Regions from separate parts of the Drosophila melanogaster genome. Here region 1 is linked to region 2. A link is a contact called in public HiChIP or PLAC-seq data. All regions are on one chromosome and are shown on one strand. Each heading gives the region's core, a stretch centred on a gene start, on an enhancer-like site or on the middle of the called end of the contact. The rest is flanking DNA. Distances are from core to core; before and after follow the strand shown.

Region 1 (3,249 bases), core at 607-3,106, 160 kb after region 2:
GTGTGTGTGCGTGCGTGCCCGTGTCCCTGCATGTGTGTGTGTGAGTGAGATCGGGAAGAAGTTGTGTGCTGTTGTTGTTGTTGTTTCTGTCGGATTTGCCGTTGCCATCGTTTGTTGTTTGTGCATTTTCCATTGTCGGGCGACGCAACAAAAAGAAAAAAATTACACATTAAAAATAGAGAGCAAGAGCGAGAGGGAAGGAGTGGTGTGGAGTGGAAAAGGGCGGTAAAAGGGCAGAAATTTGGAGCACGGGAAATCCGAGTCGCTGAAGATGTTCTCGAAGAAGAAAAAGAAACCGCTGATCTCGATGCCCAGCAATTTTGAGCATCGTGTGCACACGGGCTTCGACAAGCGGGAGAACAAATATGTTGGCCTGCCCCTCCAATGGGCGTCCATTGTGGGCAACAATCAGATACTCAAGTCCTCCAACCGCCCGCTGCCACTGGTCGATCCCTCGGAGATTACGCCCACCGAGATTCTCGATCTGAAGACTATTGTGCGTCCGCATCACAACAACAACAAGGCGGACACCACCTCGCTCAACAGCAGCAGCACAATGATGATGGGCTCAATGGCGCCGATGAATCCCATGGCACCTGGCGCACACCCAATGATGAGCCATGGCCCCGGAATGATGATGCCACCCGAGACGGGCGGCATAGTCCTGCCGAAGACCTCTCACGTGGCCAGATCCAATTCGCTGCGGAGTTCCAGTCCGCCGCGAGTGCGACGGGTAGCCAATGTGCCGCCATCGGTGCCGGAGGAGGAGGGACCACCGGCAGCTGGAACACCGGGAGTAGGTGGAGCTAGTAGCGGTGGCTTTAAGCCACCCGGTGCCCATCCCTCCCTGCTCTATAACAGTCAGCATGCGCACGCGAATGGAGCAACAGGACCACTGGCCGTGCGCACGGATCAAACCAACCTGCAGCAGTATCGCAGCAATCTGGCCCCGCCATCCGGCGGCTCCATGCCCCAGCAACAGCAGACTTCGCCCGTGGGTTCGGTGGCCAGTGGCACGCGATCCAATCACTCGCACACGAACAATGGCAACAGCGGCGGCAGCTATCCTCCCATGTATCCCACAAGCCATCAGCAGCAGCAGCAGCAGCAACAGCAGGCCAAACAGGGTGGCGATCAGAACCAAAATCCTCTGCATCCGCATGCTCATCCGCATCCGCACCATCACCAACATTTGGCCAAGTCGGCGTCCAGGGCATCCAGTTCCAGCGGGGGAGCGAGCAGTGCTGCCCAGCAGGCGAGCGGCGCCAGTGGAGGAGCGGCGGGTCAGCCAAAGCAGGACCAACGACTCACCCACGAACAGTTCCGTGCCGCCCTTCAGATGGTGGTCTCCGCCGGTGATCCACGCGAGAACCTCGACCACTTTAACAAAATAGGCGAGGGCTCCACGGGCACCGTATGCATTGCCACGGACAAATCCACAGGCAAGAACATCCGCTTTAACTATTGTCAAAACCATTGAATTAATGGCATTTGGTTTTCTCATTACGTACAGGTCGCCAGGTGGCCGTGAAGAAGATGGATCTGCGCAAACAGCAGCGACGGGAGCTGCTATTCAACGAGGTCGTCATCATGCGGGACTACCATCATCCCAATATCGTGGAGACATACTCCAGCTTTCTGGTCAACGATGAGCTTTGGGTGGTGATGGAGTACCTCGAGGGCGGCGCCCTCACCGATATTGTCACCCATTCGCGCATGGACGAGGAGCAGATAGCCACCGTCTGCAAGCAATGCTTGAAGGCTTTGGCCTATTTGCACTCACAGGTGCGTGACCAGCATGACACTGCCCCTTTCCTGTCCCCGTTCCCATTACCATTCCCTTGGCCAAACTGGGCAGCAGAGAACGGAGTACTCGCCATCATGCGATTCTTTGTGCCTTTGTACCTTGCCATTTGCGGCGCTTTCTTCGCCCTCCGCTTTCGCGTGGCTTTGGTTTCAATTTCTAAATGTTGTCACCAACAAAAGTCGTCGGCCGCACAGTGGGCCATCGAGTGGCGTAGCACGCCCAAAGTGCCAGGTGAAATCGCACGTGCATGCCCTACCTCAAAGCGAAAAGTGTGCATAGAGCGATTTTCGAATGGATAGTTAATTGCATCTTATGATGAAGGAAGTTTAAAGTTATAGTTCATTACTCATTGATAGATAAGCCAATTTGCTATGATTTTGCCTGAGATACAACTTGAGATATTAAAACTATCAATATTAGAATAGCATATAATAATAATATTAAGTCAGTCAGTCAATTGGAACTTGTTTAAGCCCCAACATTTCACAATACTAAGCATTCCTAATGTTTTAGATGTAGTCTATTTAAATGAAATTAGAACTAGAACCCAACCTGTTTATGCTATCTTCCACGTTAGGGAAACCAGCGTGTTCCCAAGAGCAGGAAATTCTTTTTGGGCGTTGCAGGGTCGATCTGGTTTCTTTTGTGCATTTCTGTCCCACGTTGGCTCGTGTAATGCGATAAGTGTCTGTCTGCGGGAGAAAGGGCGTTGGTTGGGGGAAAACCGCAAACTGTGAACGCTTTTAACCAATTTCCCTTCTCTCTCTGTCTCTTTCGACGGTGCTGCCGATGGCGATAAACCATAAACAGGGCGTCATTCATCGCGACATCAAGTCGGACTCGATTCTGCTGGCCGCCGATGGTCGCGTGAAGCTATCGGACTTTGGATTCTGCGCCCAGGTGTCACAGGAGCTGCCGAAGCGCAAGAGTCTGGTTGGCACGCCGTATTGGATGTCGCCGGAGGTCATATCGCGCCTGCCGTACGGCCCGGAAGTGGATATCTGGTCGCTGGGCATCATGGTCATCGAGATGGTGGACGGCGAGCCGCCGTTCTTCAACGAACCGCCGCTGCAGGCGATGCGTCGCATCCGTGACATGCAGCCGCCGAACCTGAAGAACGCGCACAAGGTCTCGCCGCGCCTGCAGTCCTTCCTCGACCGGATGCTGGTGCGGGATCCGGCGCAGCGTGCCACCGCCGCCGAGCTGCTGGCCCATCCCTTCCTGCGCCAGGCAGGACCGCCGTCGCTGCTGGTTCCGCTGATGCGCAATGCGCGACACCATCCGTAGTTGGATGCCACTGGACAACCCAGACGATCCGGCTGCTCGATGAAAGCAATCATTCCCACAGACAACGGATCCCGGCCCGTGGGCATCCATCTATTAAATTCTAGTATTAACATTCAGTTTGGCAGCTGTACTTAAATCCCCGGAGAATCCTCGAA
Region 2 (3,028 bases), core at 451-2,950:
CAAGAAGAAGAAGCGTAAGGTATGACAGTGGTGTTATCGATATTTAATTGCGTAGCCGGCAAAACGTTGCCAATTGGATTGCTTCTGGTCACACTGGAAAGGTGGGGCAGCAGCGGTCTATCGATTGTTTGTCACATGGATTGCCGGTCAATTTCAAATTTTACTGTTTTGGTTTTAATTTTGATCAGAACATTCGAAATAATAGTCCAAATGTGGAATGCCATCCCTTGGCGAGCTTGTTATTTAAATACCAATCAATTTCAAATTGGAAATGTTAATTTTTGTTAAATTTATTGCAATATTACAAAAATTGCGAAAATTGACCCAAAAGTTAAATTCTCAAAAAGTTATATAGATTGCTAATACTGATAAATAGGAATAAAAAGCAGTTGTTCTTTTATCTATATGTCACTTTTTATCCATGTTATGATGATAATTCCCATATGTCAAATTTTCATTTTTCATATTTATCTGTTTAAATTTGCAGAACATTTTAAAAGGTTGCATATTATCGCATACAAAAAGGCCATTAAATATGTAATGACATGTAGCTTGAATCGGTTTTTTTAGAAGCTACACTTTTAATTTAAAGAACATTAGAATATTTGTATAGGTTGGCTCCGTTTATTAGTTAATTATGACAGCGCGCGAGTACAATATATATTTATCTAACAGTTATCTATGATGGTCCCGATCTATTCTTTTTGGGAAAGGTAAATACGCGCCTCGTCGACCTATAATTAAATAGATAAGATTAAATTAAAGCGGGCCTCTAAGTGGTCAAAATCAGAATAGCCAAATACTTACGGTTTTGAACCAAACGGAGGGTCTAAAGATCATCTTAGATAGGAAGGTCATTTGGGTGCGTGGGCTAATGGCATGCATGTGAAGATGCTTCACCGTGATAAACGGCGGCAGATGGAATCCGAAGAGGGCATCATCGACAGAAACTCCCTTGGACACCAGAAGATCCTTCAGGGCGTTCTCCATGAGCTGCACTGTAAGGAATCCAAGGATATCAGAATTATTAGGGCATGGCCCGAGGTCACGCCAATTCCAATCTTACCCAAAGAATCGTGCGATTTGTTAAGATCCTTGAGGCTAGCGTAGTGCTTTTTTGTCACTGCTAAGTAATGGTGCTGGGAAGCGGGTTTAATGTCCTGGAAGATGACAAAGTCATCGTTTTCGACTTCCAAAACAGTGGAGGGGATCCGCCCATCGGAAATTAGGCAGAAAATGCAGTTGTCGTCCGCCATGACTTAATTTTAAGTTCAGTCTATATAAAATATAGCAGTTTGTACTTTCACAGCTGATTAGTTGTACTGTCGATAACGATAAGAACTATCCTGGTGCTCCAAAAAAAAATACCGCTAAATAGATTTTCAGTATTAAAAAAAACCATTTGTGTCCAGTTACTTTTAGTATTATTTTTTTCAACAAAAAAATTTATACAAACATATGTATTCCTCTCTATGTATTCAATGTCATTTTTGAATGTTTCATTAGAAAAGGAACAATTGTAGAATGCTAAACAACTATAAATATTAATCGATATCTGAAAATTGGACGCAATTGGGCATGCGTCCCTGCTAACGACCAAAATACTAAGAAAGGCGGCTATCAGCTAATTGGTGTGGTGACACTGCCCGACCAAATTCGCCGCGATAGTATTTTTCGCCCGTGTGTTCACACTGCGGTTTGCAGCGAATTCGCTCATTTGAAAAAAATAAAACATGGCTGGAAGAGGTGGTTATGAACACGCTAGGTAAATATTATTAATTATTTTTGCAATAGCGTACGCTCCGCGTTGGCCGCGAACCGCCGGTGCTTGTGAAAGTGGACGCGATGCGATCGAATTGCGCGAGTGCCGACAATCTGGGCAAAATGTGTAATAATGCACGCGGTTTTTTGGGGTTTGGGCAAAAAAAAAGGCAACACCAGCCCACCAACACACGCGCACGCTCTCGCCTCGCCGCTCGCACACCCATACAGTAATGTGCATGTGTATTGTACGTGTCGGTCGTTGGTCGCCGACACCGCCGCCGCCGCCGCCTTTGTACGTGCGTGCGTGTGCGTATGTGTGTGGTGTGTGTGTGTGTGTGGTGTGTGTGAGGGGCAGTGTGCGTTTTTTTTTCTTAACATTCTTTTTCGGTTTTTATTTTGTCGATTCTTTTCATCGCTTGCGTTGTTTTTCTTGGAAAACTCTGCTGCAGCTGTCGTCGGCGCCAACGTCGACTACGCCGCTGACAGCACACCGGCAGATTTCACATTAAAATCCCCCCACCCCTCATCAAAAAAAGAAAAAAGAAGAAGAAAATATGAACCCAAAAATAGTTGCAAATTCCATGCATAATGCAATTTTCGCCAAAAAGCGCGCGCGATTTAACCCCCACCCCCCTCACCATTTGACACCTGTCCCACTGCATTTGTTGTTCTTCGGTTTTTTTTTTATTTGTGCCTGCATCTCTGTTGACTGTTTGCCGGGAATCCGAGCCAGCGTTAGCCGGCCACATAGATAAATGCCGACCATGTGCGTTTTGCCCCAAGGGGTGGCGCCACAAACCACCACCACCCCCCCCCTCACACCACAGTCCCTCAAAAGGGAAGAAGAAGAAGAGACAGACACACCCCCATTAATTGGATTCGATGTCAAGGTTCCCAGGCCACGGAGTAATCCTCCACACAAAGGGGCACAGCAAATACCAGGAGCCAGAATCGAGCACACCATGCAGTTGCTTTGGTTGCGCAAATCTATAGAGGGGGATCTGTAATCCAACTTTAGAAGCTAACATACTACATGCAGAATAGGTTTTTCATGGGTGCATCCCATTTCCAAGATTCATTGCCTTTAAATTTATTAGTGTACTTACTCTACTAACCATTCATTTTTATTTCTCGATATTTTTCAGAAGCGGATTCGGTGGGGATCGGGCATCCAAGCAGTTGCCCACGGAACCGCCGTTCATCGCATTTGTCGGCAATTTGCCGCAAGGCCTTGTGCAGGGCGATGTGATCAAAATATTCCAGG

What was found. HiChIP or PLAC-seq counts read pairs in DNA pulled down with a chosen protein or histone mark.
Region 1: a contact with region 2 is called in a POLR2A S2P HiChIP or PLAC-seq map of the Kc167 cell line, with 4 times the contacts expected there. The contact joins the promoter of sisRNA:2 here to the promoter of eIF4H1 in region 2. A contact is called at or near these places in 7 of 107 Hi-C or Micro-C datasets (the Kc167 cell line, the Ras3 cell line, brain and 2 more) and 2 of 6 datasets of contacts at active chromatin or transcription factors (both in the Kc167 cell line).

Annotation. Positions count from the first base shown.
Region 1 is chrX:16,610,921-16,614,169 of dm6, forward strand. sisRNA:2 (stable intronic sequence RNA 2) reads left to right here and starts at 1,857. Exons shown (of 1, transcript NR_163213.1): 1 at 1,857-2,354. It overlaps mbt (mushroom bodies tiny), which reads left to right. Exons shown (of 3, transcript NM_078651.4): 1 at 1-1,442; 2 at 1,514-1,785; 3 at 2,618-3,249. The coding sequence starts at 272. The coding sequence ends at 3,094.
Region 2 is chrX:16,446,965-16,449,992 of dm6, forward strand. It overlaps eIF4H1 (eukaryotic translation initiation factor 4H1), which reads left to right and starts at 1,701. Exons shown (of 5, transcript NM_167522.5): 1 at 1,701-1,765; 2 at 2,913-3,028. The coding sequence starts at 1,734. It overlaps CG34015, which reads right to left and starts at 1,338. Exons shown (of 3, transcript NM_001038759.2): 1 at 1,067-1,338; 2 at 808-998; 3 at 604-734. The coding sequence starts at 1,256. The coding sequence ends at 696. eIF2alpha (eukaryotic translation initiation factor 2 subunit alpha) reads right to left here and starts at 29. Exons shown (of 2, transcript NM_001298400.1): 1 at 1-29.